Regions from separate parts of the Mus musculus genome. Here region 1 is linked to region 2. The links are chromatin contacts, called in public ChIA-PET maps. All regions are on one chromosome and are shown on one strand. Each heading gives the region's core, a stretch centred on a gene start, on an enhancer-like site or on the middle of the called end of the contact. The rest is flanking DNA. Distances are from core to core; before and after follow the strand shown. Region 1 overlaps Gm42312 (a long non-coding RNA gene). Region 2 holds the start of Haus6 (HAUS augmin-like complex, subunit 6).

Evidence for each region. ChIA-PET counts read pairs in DNA pulled down with a chosen protein or histone mark.
Region 1: a contact with region 2 is called in an RNA polymerase II ChIA-PET map of memory CD8 T cells, with 161 read pairs. The contact joins the enhancer-like site here to the promoter of Haus6 in region 2. A contact is called at or near these places in 11 of 39 promoter capture datasets (the 3T3-L1 cell line, the C10 cell line, the HPC-7 cell line and 6 more), 1 of 15 datasets of contacts at CTCF or cohesin (the NIH/3T3 cell line), 3 of 484 Hi-C or Micro-C datasets (embryonic stem cells, stem cell-derived neural progenitor cells and stem cell-derived primordial germ cell-like cells), 15 of 115 datasets of contacts at active chromatin or transcription factors (CD8 T cells, the SCID.adh cell line, bone marrow-derived macrophages and 7 more) and 3 of 9 other capture datasets (adipose tissue, liver and macrophages).

Annotation. Positions count from the first base shown.
Region 1 is chr4:86,713,047-86,719,167 of GRCm38.p6, forward strand. The region is part of intron 2 of Gm42312 (a long non-coding RNA gene); the gene reads left to right. Among named protein-coding and RNA genes, the nearest start is that of Gm42312, 5.1 kb to the left of the region's middle. Within about 2 kb of position 4,630, at least 37 of the 459 cell types and tissues checked have an H3K27ac peak or open chromatin away from gene starts, as enhancers often do. A contact at or near this core is called in adipose tissue, bone marrow-derived macrophages and memory CD8 T cells, where this site is marked.
Region 2 is chr4:86,609,361-86,615,329 of GRCm38.p6, forward strand. It overlaps Haus6 (HAUS augmin-like complex, subunit 6), which reads right to left and starts at 2,695. Exons shown (of 17, transcript NM_173400.3): 1 at 2,326-2,695. The coding sequence starts at 2,453.

The DNA of each region.
Region 1 (6,121 bases), core at 3,380-5,879, 110 kb after region 2:
GCAAATTAACAACAGATATGAAAGCCAAGCTGGTACGTGGGATTCCCATCTGGGAAGTGTGACCGGTGCCAGCTGTATTAGTCACCAACATCAGCTAAGGGTGGAGCCGCACTAACAGGATAAAACATTAAACCAAAAGCAATACTTCCTTATAACGTCCCTTTTCTTAAGAAATCTTCAAAATGTGAACCTAGCATGCTTAACAAGCAAATCATATATTTAGACGCTTTGAAAAGCCATGTTTATTTTACTCTCTTCTTTCTTCAGCTGTTGGAGAACGTTGCTGTATATACTTCTGTAAATAAGAAAAAAAAAGCTTTCTCGATAAAATAGGCTTCAATTGCAAGAAGGCCTCTAGAAACCTTAAAACTCTGAGAACTTTAAACAAACATATTCATCAGTTTATTCCAATTAGCAGAAAACAGTGCTGAGATAAAATGTGTTGGAACTTGAGTCTGGGCTCTACCCTTGAGCCCAGTGCCTGCTTGCAGTGATGTGCTTAATGAAAAATTTTAACTGACAGAATATTAGTGGTTCACACTGTAACGTCACAGTAGCACTTGTCAGGGCCTGAGGAGACAGAGGCAGGAAAAGCATAGTATAACCCAAGGCCAGGGTGGACCACAGAGTGAGATCCTTTCTCAAAAACAATAATAAAACTCAGGTAACTGATTGGTGTGATCAACTTGCCAGCCCCAGCCACATTACAATGACTAATGGCTGTGGGGAGTGTTGCTCTTCAGCCTACTTTATAGGTGTGTATGAAACAATGGGCAGGAAGTGGAAGCTCACTGGTTTGCTTGGTTGGTCTTGGGATTTTTGTTTGTTTCGGTTTTGTTTGTTTGTTTGAGACTCTTCCTTTAGAAGACCCTTGAATGGCTAGATACTTGCTATGCAGCAGGGCTGGTCTCAAACTCCAGGAAATCTTCCTGTTCAGCTGCCAAATACAGGAATTATAGGTCTGTGCCACCCCAACCAGCTAGTTTTTCTTTCTTTCTTTTCTTTATTATAGTTTTTGTTGTTACTGTTTGCTTTTTTTTTTCCCCAAAGAGACTCTTTTTTATTTCATTCTGCTACTTTAGGTAATATTTTCTAGAAATAAAGTTGAATAGTATTTATTAACATACCTGAGTATATTCACAAGTTTCAATGGGTAGAAATAATTAGATATAATTTTATTCTCTTTTTAAAAAGATTTTATTTTATTTTTTAAAAGTAATTTATTTATTTATTTATTTCATGTATGAGGACACACTGTCACTGTCTTCAGACACACTAGAAGGTGACGTGGTTGTGAGCCACGATGTGGTTGCTGGGAATTGAACTCAGTACCTGTGAAAGAACAGTTAGTGCTCTTAACCACTGAGCCATCTCTCCAGCCCGATTTTATTTATTTTTACTTTGTGTGGTGTATTTGCTTGTATGTATGTATATATGTGCACCACATCCATGCCCAGTGCCCAGGGATATCAGAAGAGGATATTAGATATTCTGGAACTGGAGTTATGGCCAGTTGTGAACCACCATGTGGCTGTTGGAAACCAAAGCCGGGTCTTCTGAAAGACCAGTGTCTTAGTTAGGGTTTCTATTGCTGTGAAGAGGCACCATGACCATAGCAACTCTTATAAAGAAAGCATTTAATCTGGGCTGGCTTACAGTTCAGAAGTTTAGTCCATTATCATCATGGTGGGAAGCAAGGCAGCATGCAGGCAGACATGGTGCTAGAGAGGTAGCTGAGAGTTCTATATGCTGATCAGCAGACAGTAGAAGGGCATTAGGTGACACAGTTGGCATAGCTTGAACACAGGAGACCTCAAAGCCCACCCTCAGTGACACACTTCCTCCAACAAGGCCACACCTACTCCAACAAGGCTTCACCTTCTAATACCACTCCCTATGGCCTAAGGAGGCCATTTTTATTCAAACCACCACAATCAGCTAAGTGTTCTTAACCACTGAGGCATCTATACAGACCCTAATATATAATTTTCATCCATTCATCCACTTGAAAATAATCTTACCTAATCATAGGAAGCTATTTGTTGTCTTTTTAAATTTTTATTTATTTTATGTGTATGAGTGCACAGCCACTGTCTTCAGACACACCATAAGAGGGCAGTGGATCCCATTACAGATGGTTGTGAGCCCCCATGTGGTTGCTGGGAATTGAACTCAGGACCTCTGGAAGAGCAGCCAGTGCTCCTAACCTCTGAGCCATCTCTCCAGCACTCTATTTGCTGTCTTAATGTGCTGTATCATCTTAAGTTTTTTTTTCCTTGAACATCTGTCTCAAAAAGACAACAAACAAAGCACAACAATGGCAACAAAAAGAAAGGAGAAATAACAAATGCTGGTGGGGTGTAGAGAAATGGGGAGACTTACCTTACCCATCTGTGGGAGTGTAAACTGGTACAGCCACTTTGGAAATCAGTCTGGAGGCTACACAAAACAAACTCACCAACTAATAATACAATTACCACATGAACCAGCTATGTCACTACTGGGCACACACCCAAAGGACTCCCAATCCTAGTACAGACACATGCTTATTCATGTTTATTGCTACTTTATTCACAATAGTAAAAAAATGGAATCAGCCTTGACCTCCATCAATAAATGAATGAATGAATAATGAAATGTGGAACATGTACGGGGTGGAAGTTTATCTACTCAAAAAGAAAAAAACTTCAGTAAAACAGGTGGAAATGGGAAACCATTATACTATAGAAAAACAATTCTGATTCAGAAAGAAAAATAATATGTATTTCCCATATGCAGACCCTAACTTCTAGCTATAAGATATGTGTATTGAGGGCTGGAGTGGTGGATCAGTGGTTGAGAGCACTGGCTGTTCTTCCAGAGGTCCCAGGTTCAATTCCTAATACCCCCATAATGGCTCACAATAGTTTGCAACTTTAGTTCCAGGGGAATTCAGTGTTCTCTTCTGGCCTACATAGGTACTGCACACACATGGAATATAGACATACGTGCAGGCAAAACAACCATTCAAATAAAACTTTAAAAAAGTAAATCTCAAAAATATTTTTTTAAAAAAATATGTGTATCTAAGCAATAAATGTGGGCAAAGGCCAGGAATCTTGAAGGGGGCCTTGGTCAGCACATAGAGACTTTAAGGGAAAGGGTGGCAAAACACAGGAGGATAAAGCAGAAGGAAGAACAGAAGGGCCAAAGAGTAGAGTAGACAAAGAACCGGGGCAGAGAGAGAGGAAGGAATGAGGCGAGAAGGCTCAACCAAAATGAAGCAATTCCCAGATGGGAACCTATTTACTTTGTCATCTACTTTTAAAAGCAAGAATAAAGACTGAAGCGGTATCTCAGTGTTTAAGAGAACTTGCTGCTGTTGCAGAGGCCCTGGGTTAGATTCCAAGCACCCACGTGGTGACTCACAGCCATCTGTAACTCCAGTTCCAGGGAATCCAATATTCTCATCAGGTCAACTTGGACACAAAATGTAATGCATATATTCACATGCAGGCAAAATACCCACATATATAAAATCAATAATAACAAAGAGCAAGCTGGGAAGAGGATCGGTCAGAAAAGCAAACATGGGGACCCAAGTTTGAATCCACAGAAGCCATATTAAAATTTTAGTGTGATTGGACGCACTTCGAACCTGCTTCCTGGGGACTGAGAGGCAAGAGGAACCTAAGGGCTCGCTGGTCAGCCAGTCTAGCTGAATGACTAGTCTAGCCAGCGAGCCTGTCTGAAAGAATAAGGTGGTGAAAGATTGAGAAAGATACCGACTTTGAATCTAGCCTCTATATGCTCAGGCATGGGCACCCCAAACCCCGACATACACACGTACATAAATACATACACAAAATGTACATACACATGCATAATACACAAAGTCAAATAAAAAAGTAAAGTATTCAATAAATAAGTTGGGTAAAACAATCTGAGTAGAAGCAATGGTGAAATCTCTCCTCCATGTCTTCTTTATCAGTAAGGTGGAACTCAGCAAACATGAAGCTACAGTTACCTAGGAAAGTATTGGGTAATAAATATGATAATCACAGATAGGGTACTCACCAGCAAGCCAAAGAGACTCACTCCTTATACTCAAAGGCAGTTTGTGGATTAAATCAGTGCTAGAGATCTTTTCTCTAAAGTCCTGGGTTCTGTTTGGTCCCCGGCACTAAGGAGAAAATACAAATTAAGAAGCAAAAATAGAGAATTTGTTTCCCCATAAGCAGAGCACAGGAATAGCCACAGCTATTACCAAATATGAATTATTTGGTCCAGTTCCATGAGCCCAGAAAGATTATCCTATCTCTTCCTTAGTGTCAGGAGACCTAGAGTTATGTCCTGGCTCTCTGCCTACAGGCATAAGTTGGTTTTATCCTGAAAACATTAAAAGCCTTGGCTTTGTTTTGAAACCATAGCAACAGAAACTGTGAACTTTGCAAAACCTCAGACTCCTGAGCTGAAAGAACCTTGAAGATAATTTTGTAACTAGTTTTGTTATTTATTTGGCACAAGTCTTTTTTTTTTTTCTTTTTTTGGTTAAAGATTTATTTATCCTTATTTGTGTGTATGTGTGCATGCATGCATGAGTTTATGTGCAACACTATGCAAATGTCGGTGGCGGCCAGAGAGCCTTAGATCCCCTGAAAATGCAGTGGCAGACAGCGGTGAGCCACCTAATATGGCTATTAGACCTAACCTGGAACTTCTGGAAGAGCAAAGAGTGCTCTTGACCACTGAGCTACCTCTCCAGCCCTGTTTGGCAGAGCTATAACAGAAACACAAAATATAAGAAAAATGAAAGCCAGGGACTAGAGAGAAGGCTAGAGTGTTGAGGGTACTTACTGCTCTTTCAGAAGACTTGGGCTGCATTCCTAGTATTCACATCAGGCATCTCACAACCAGGGCTTCTGATCCAGGGCATCTGATGCCCTTTGGCCCCATGTGGTGTGCAAAAACACATGCCAGCACACACATGCATCAAATAAACAAACAAACAAACAAACAAACAAATAAATTTTGTTTGAGACAGGATTTCTCTGTGTAGCCCTGGCTGTCCTGGAATTTACTCTGTGGACTAATATGGCCTCAAACTCAGAGACCCACCTGTCTTTGCCACCCAGCTGCTGGGATTAAAGGCATGTATCATCAGGCAAAATGAATAAATTAAGAAAGAAAGAAAGAAAGAAAGAAAGAAAGAAAGAAAGAAAGACAGAGAGAGAGAGAGAGAGAAAGAAAGAAAGAAAGAAAGAAAGAAAGAAAGAAAGAAAGAAAGAAAGAAGGAAAGAAAGGATGAGAGCTATGTAAATTCCCATAAAGAAGGGCAGGTATTTGGCTTGTATAGTGTTCTCTTCCCTTTGCTGGAGTTCTCTGAGGAATGCTAAGGCTCCCTGGTATTTCACTTACTTGTTCTGTCCTTCTCAGTTCACAGAGTAGCCAAACTGAGACTTGGTGGAGCTGAGTCAGAGATCTGTAATCCAAGCTACTCAAGCAGAAGGATCTTGAGTTCCAATCTAGACTAGGTAAAGCTCCACCTTGTTGAGAAGTAGGCCTGGGGAGGGAGGAAAGAGGAGGGGGGAGGGGGAACGGGGAGGGAGAGGGGGAGGGGGAGGGGGAGGGAGAGGGAGAGGGGCCACCTAGTTGGACCTGTAGTTTTGTGATAGAGTGTTTGTTTGCGCAGCATGCATAGGGGCTTGTATTTGATTGAATGCATCACAACAGAGACCCTCAGGCTCAGCAGTTAAGAATACAGATTGTAGGCGGGGCATGGTGGCACATGCCTTTAATCCCAGGCAGAGGCAGGTGGATTTCTGAGTTCGAGGCCAGCCTGGTCTACAAAGTGAGTTCTAGGACAGCCAGGGCTATACAGAGAAACCCTGTCTCGAAAAACCAAAAAAAAAAAAAATACAGGTTGCTCTTCCAGAGTACCCAGGATTCAGTGAGTCCCAGCATCTACATGGCAGCTTACAACCACTGTAACTCTATGCCTAGGGCACCCAACACCAACTCTTTTGGCCTCCATGGGGACTAACCACACATGTGATGCACTGACATACACACAGGCAAAAACCCATATATGTAAGTTAATGGTTAATCAGAACCCTTTTATCACATTTAAAGCTACAGTCTA
Region 2 (5,969 bases), core at 1,445-3,944:
ACCACACCTGACACTTGGAGGTGGAGGCAGAAGGATTAGGAGATTAAGGTCATATCTGGAGTTTGAGACCAGCCTGAGATATTAAAACCTTTTTCTCCAAAAAAGAAAAAAAAAAAAAGGAAGAAAAAGAAGGAGGAAGAGGAAAAAGAAGGAAGAGGAGGAGGAAGGGGAAGATGAGGAGGAAAAAGGAGGAGGAAGAGAAAGAAAGGAAGAAAGGAAGAAAGAAAAAAGGAAGGAAAGAAAGAGAGAGAGAGAGAGAGAGAGAGATTAAAAATAAGATACCTAGGTGCATTAACACAACCATTAGAACTGAAATTATACTGACAAAATACATGCAGGCACAATGGCACACTCCTGCAATCAATCCCAGCACTCCAGAAGCCAAGGCAAGAGGATTATCACAAGCACAAGACCAGCTGGGAGCAGAGTCTCATGCCTTTAGTCCCAGTACCTAGGAAACAGAGGCAAATGGATCTCTCATGAGTCTGAAGCCAACCCAGTCTACATAATGCATTCCAGGACAGCCAGAGAGCTAAATAGTGAGACCCTGTCTTGGAAAAAAAAAAAAAAAAACAAAAATTGAAGAAAAACAAAAAGATAACAATTAAATAGATGGGGGCAACAGATGACGGATCTATCCCCAGATTATTCTTGTCCTTGGTGAGGAACATGAGGAACATAACAGAAACTGTCTCCAGCCCGGTTTCTTTTTTCTTTTCTTTTCTTTTCTTTTCTTTTCTTTTCTTTTCTTTCCTTTTCTTTTCGAGACAGAGTTTCTCTGTAGCCCTGGCTGTCCTGGAACTCACTCTGTAGACCAGGCTAGCCTTGAACTCAGAAATCCACCTGCCTCTGCCTCCCGAGTGCTGGGATTAAAGGCATGCACCGTCATGCCCAGCCAGCCCTGTTTCTGGAAACTTCATCACCCTATTCTGGTAGCATAGTTATGTGAGGGCTGAAATGTAACAGCAGCAAAAGTTTCTGAAAATGCATCAACCAAAAGTTAACATGATATCAACACTTAAGCAAGAGAGGCAAACAGAGCTGGAGGCCATGGTATATAATCATCCATCTCAAAGGAAAAAAATGGGGGAGCATCCTTTAGTATGCAAATTTACTTTCGTCCCTAATAGTAAAATTACATGTATGCCATGGAATTGCTTTAAAATAACATGTATAACCTACTACAAGTGAATGATTGCATACTATCATATACCTACTTAACTGAGGTTGCATAAAAATGTCTAAAGCATCAAAAAACAAAACAAAGTTAATTTAACTAGGGATGGTTGGTGGGACGTTTTAATCCCCAGCACATAAGAGGCAAGGGCAGGCTGGTATCTGAGTTCAAGGCTAGCCTGTCCACAAAAAGAGGTCCAGAAGCCTTGTCTTGAAAAATAAACAAACAAACAAAAACAAAAATCAAACAAAAGACAAAATTCATTGAGACTGGAGAGATGTCTCAGGTTACTAACAGTGTCTGCGCCTCCAAAAAGACACGGGTTCAATTCCCAGAATCCACATGGCAGATCTAAACTGTAACTCCAGTCCCAGAAGATCTGACAACCTCACACAAGACATACAAGCAAGCAAAACAGCAATCTGGAGGAGCAAGGCGATGGAATTAAAATCCCAGCACACCTCCCATTACTACAGAGAGGGGGGTTTTGTCTCAAAATAAAAATAATAGTAGCCGGGCGGTGGTGGCGCACGCCTTTAATCCCAGCACTTGGGAGGCAGAGGCAGACGGATTTCTGAGTTCAAGGCCAGCCTGGTCTACAAAGTGAGTTCCAGGACAGCCAGGGCTATACAGAGAAACCCTGTCTCGAAAAAAAAAAATAGTAATAATGGTGATGATGGTGATATAGTAATAATAGAATCATTCTTTCCATTAAATTATAAGGAGGAAAGGGGGCCTGAAACCGGAAGCTCGTGTCTAAAGTATACAAATATAAACAAAGTATTTCTTTTTGTGATCGCAACCATAACTGAAGTGGCAAAGGAAAGGGTATCGGCTTTTGATTTTCATTCCCACACATTATTATGTTTTTGCTAGCTGTAACATGTTTTAGTTCGGATTCAAAGTTTAAACCCACAGTTAACTACTTATAAGATGTTTGCATATATAGTTCCCCGACGCCTCCCACCAACTACAGACCACGAAGGCAGGGTTAAGCGGGCCCGCCGTTGTGCCTCAACTGCAGAGCACGCCTCTAAAGCGTCCCGCACCCGCATCCCTTACACTGGTGACGACCAGTCCCCCACCACAGGGTTCTGCCGCCAGTGACTGGACGCCAAGGACCGCGCCACCGCCCCAGATCTCCTTACTCTCCAAGGTGCGCGTGCGGCACCATCTTCCCGCCGAACGTGATGCTGGAGCTCGGATCCAAGCCCAGCGCCTGCAGGTACATCCAGAGATGCTGCTTCTCGAAAGCGGAGTCCCGGGCCGAGCTCATGCTTTCCACGGGCAGGGCGACTGTGACGGAGGAAAACGAAGGCACCGAAGCCGTGAGGACCCTTGGACCCCTCCTACAGGCATCCCGGGGTGACGACAACCCCTCTGCGGCGGCCGCCCGCTGCCTCCTCTCCGAGAGCCATCCCACCACAAAAGGCCGAACGCGCCCAGAAAAACAGACAGTGACTGCAGCGCTCCACGCAAACCAAGACTCCCGCGCTTGCGGAAGACTACACTGCGCAGGCGCAGGCGCAGTCCCGACTTCCGGGACTGGTCTTCCTAAGAGGACTCAATCTCCCACCATGCAATGCATCCCTGTCTCCGGGCACATGAAGTCCCTGAGAGAAACTATAAGACCCACAAAGCATTGCGTGACCAGCCAATTGCCCCAAGGTCCGGAAACCGGGTGTTTTCTAGAGCCCTCCCGGCCTTAGTTCCGGATTCTTTGCGTTTTAGGTTTCTGTTGCTCGGGTTGTGATTGCTGTTCAGTAAAAGCTACATTGTAGCTCCTTATAGTGAGTGATGCAGGTGTATGGCCCTAAACAAATCATCTTTTCCTTTATTTTAAGACAGGGTCTTGTCCGGTGGAGGCAGCGGTGTACTCCTTTAATCCCAGTACTCAGAGGAGAAGAACTTTGTTAGTTCGAGAACACTACTGATTTCCGGGACAGCCAGAGCTACACAAAGAAACCCTGTCTCGAAATAAAACAAAGCAAAACCAAAAAGGCAGGATCTTGCTATGTAGCTCTAACTTTATGTAGCGCAGTCTGGCGTCGAAGACTGTACCTGCCTTCCTACTATATGAATTAATGGGCAAGAGTCACAGGGGCCGATGGAGTTGTTCATTGATCACCTCATCTAGAGTGCTTGGCAAAATTTTTATTATCAAATGTTTCTTTGGTCGTGGAGGTTGCAAGTCGAGATTTCTTTTAGCCTCCTCTGGCCTTGAACTCCCTTCCCAAAGGAAGATGACCCTGAATTCCTAATTCTGGAATGCTCTCCATCTTTGTGGGAGGCACCACCAGCCATACTTCAACTTGCTGTACTAGAAATCTGTCTCTCACCGGGCAGCACTTGGGAGGAGAAGACAGGCGGATTTCTGAGTTGCAGGCCAGCCTGGTCTACAGAGTGAGTTCCAGGACAGCCAGAGCTATTCAGAGAAACCCTATCTCGAATAACAACTACAACAAAGTCTGTCTCTCTGCTGAGTGTCAGGAGTCATAATGGGACAAGCATCATCCTGAAGTGGTCTACTTCGGATTATTAGATGACCTGCGACAGGTGCACCCTTATTAAGCAAGGCTGTAAGGAATTCATTTTAGGGAAGATTCCTGCTATTAATATTGCTTTTCCTGTTATTATTAAAAATATATAACAATCACTAAGTAGTAGCACACCCCTTTGGAGCAGATCTCTGCAGATCCATGAAGATGTATTGTCTTGTAGTGATGCCATATAGACAAATAGATGACTTAAGTCATCATGATGATCCTATAAGAATTCCTAAAATTTTATCTGTGATTATTAAGCTCATTTTTACTGGGACTCCTATTAAGTCGTTTTTGATAGTCAAAACTGCAATGAGAACTCGGCCAATTTTCCACATGTTACCAGTTCTTAGATGGTAACCAGATTTTCTCCTATTCAGAGCACATTCCAAGAGGTGATAAAACAATTAACCAAAAGTCATATAAAGGGAACTAATGATTTATTATAGGTGCTAGGACAGAAGATAAAATATTGACTGGGTTTATCTATACAAAACTTCACTAATAACTTAGTTATGGTTTTAAACCTTCAGTGAACCTGTGGAGCTGAGACAGGTGATGGATGTTTAGCCAGAAAATTATTCCTAATGGATACGAATGTAGACATTCTCTATTGTAAACTTCTATTTCAATTTATGATTTGATTTTTTGTGTGAACTTTGTGATCATGTATTCTGAAAGATGTATAGGTACTGAAGACAAATGAGAAAGAAGAATTTTTTAAAGCCTTTCCCCACTTAGACTAGAATTTTTTGCCTTTCCCCCCTTAGAAGAATTTTTCCCTTTTCCTTTTCCCACTTAGGATCTTTTCGCTTTTCCCCTTAGATGGCTTCCATAGGAAACTTTTTACAACTTAGTAATAAATGCTATAATAACTTTTCTAAGTGTCCCTTTTTCTTCCTGTGACTTCTGACTAGCAGGCTGAAAGTTAGAGCCCAGCAGTTCCTGCCGAGATGGAACAAAGGCACATTGTTTAATCCTCTGCTGTTAGGCTACAGTTATTAATCACCTAAACCAGCAGTCTTTTACCCTCAGAAGGACGTTTTAGAAGTTATCATCAGCATTTCAGTACAGTTAGAGAGCTAGAAAGCCCCAAGACCTCAGACTTTAAAGCCATCACCAGAGTCCTACTCTATGACTCCACCACTACACTCTCCAGGCTAGGAGGCTCCCTTCACCTAAGTATACAGCTTCCCCTTCCAGCACCCTGAACTTCTGGCTATTCTTTCTCGAACATCCCTTGTATAACAAGTCCTTCGAGGTAGGGAACTATCATATTTCACATTACCATATCAAGCAGTTATTGCCTCCTGACTTACTAAAAGCACCAGTTCCTGTAAAATTAAGTTCCTGTAGTTTGCAAGGAGGCCATCTGTAAGCTTTCCAAAGCACCAGAGTTCATTCTAAGATCTGACATTGCTCACAGGAAGTTTTGGTGTTTGATTATTATCCACATAGGTGACTTTTTAAATATCCCAGCCTCTCAGTTAACTGACCTTGTTTAAGTCTGTCTTCCATTCTGCTCATGGTATAAAACCCTTTATGTTGTCAATTTTGCTCTAACACTTCCATAATCTCAACCTCCTAACCTTGAAGCCCAACCCCTCCACATCTCATATATTCACACATGAATTTGTGGAACTACACAGATGTACAGGATTCAATTTGCTGGATTTGTTATCCATATAAATATTCAAATTATCCTTTATTTGGACAATGAGGACTTACTCAAATTTCCAAGAAATTGAAGGCTCATTTTGGGCAGTTCCTGTGCAGACCTGAAATCAGCCATTTCTTCCAGAACCCCTGCTTTAGTGAGAAATCATACTTTGTGACCATGACCTGGGCAAAAAGGACATTCATAGTTACTAAAATATGTATTTATATTTTAGTTTATAGAATATATTTAGCTACTTAATACTTGATACTGTTTTGTGACCAGCAATGTTTTGTGCCACTAACCTCACAAATTCAGTTGTTGATATAATCTTTTCGTGCATTGTGTGAAGGTTGTCTTTGTATATTCAAATATTGAATGCTGTACCAGCAGATAGCTGAGTACTGTCCACATTTTGGTTTTGTTATTCTTACAAATTATCACCTACCCCAATATTTTGTAATACCTTCCTCACTTACTAGTTGATTTAATAAAAATATGAAAGTCAATAGCTGCCAGGAGAGGAAAGGCAGAACTTCTTAGCAGAGAGAGAGTTTCTGGGAGAAGAACCAGATGTGGGGATTCACCAGCA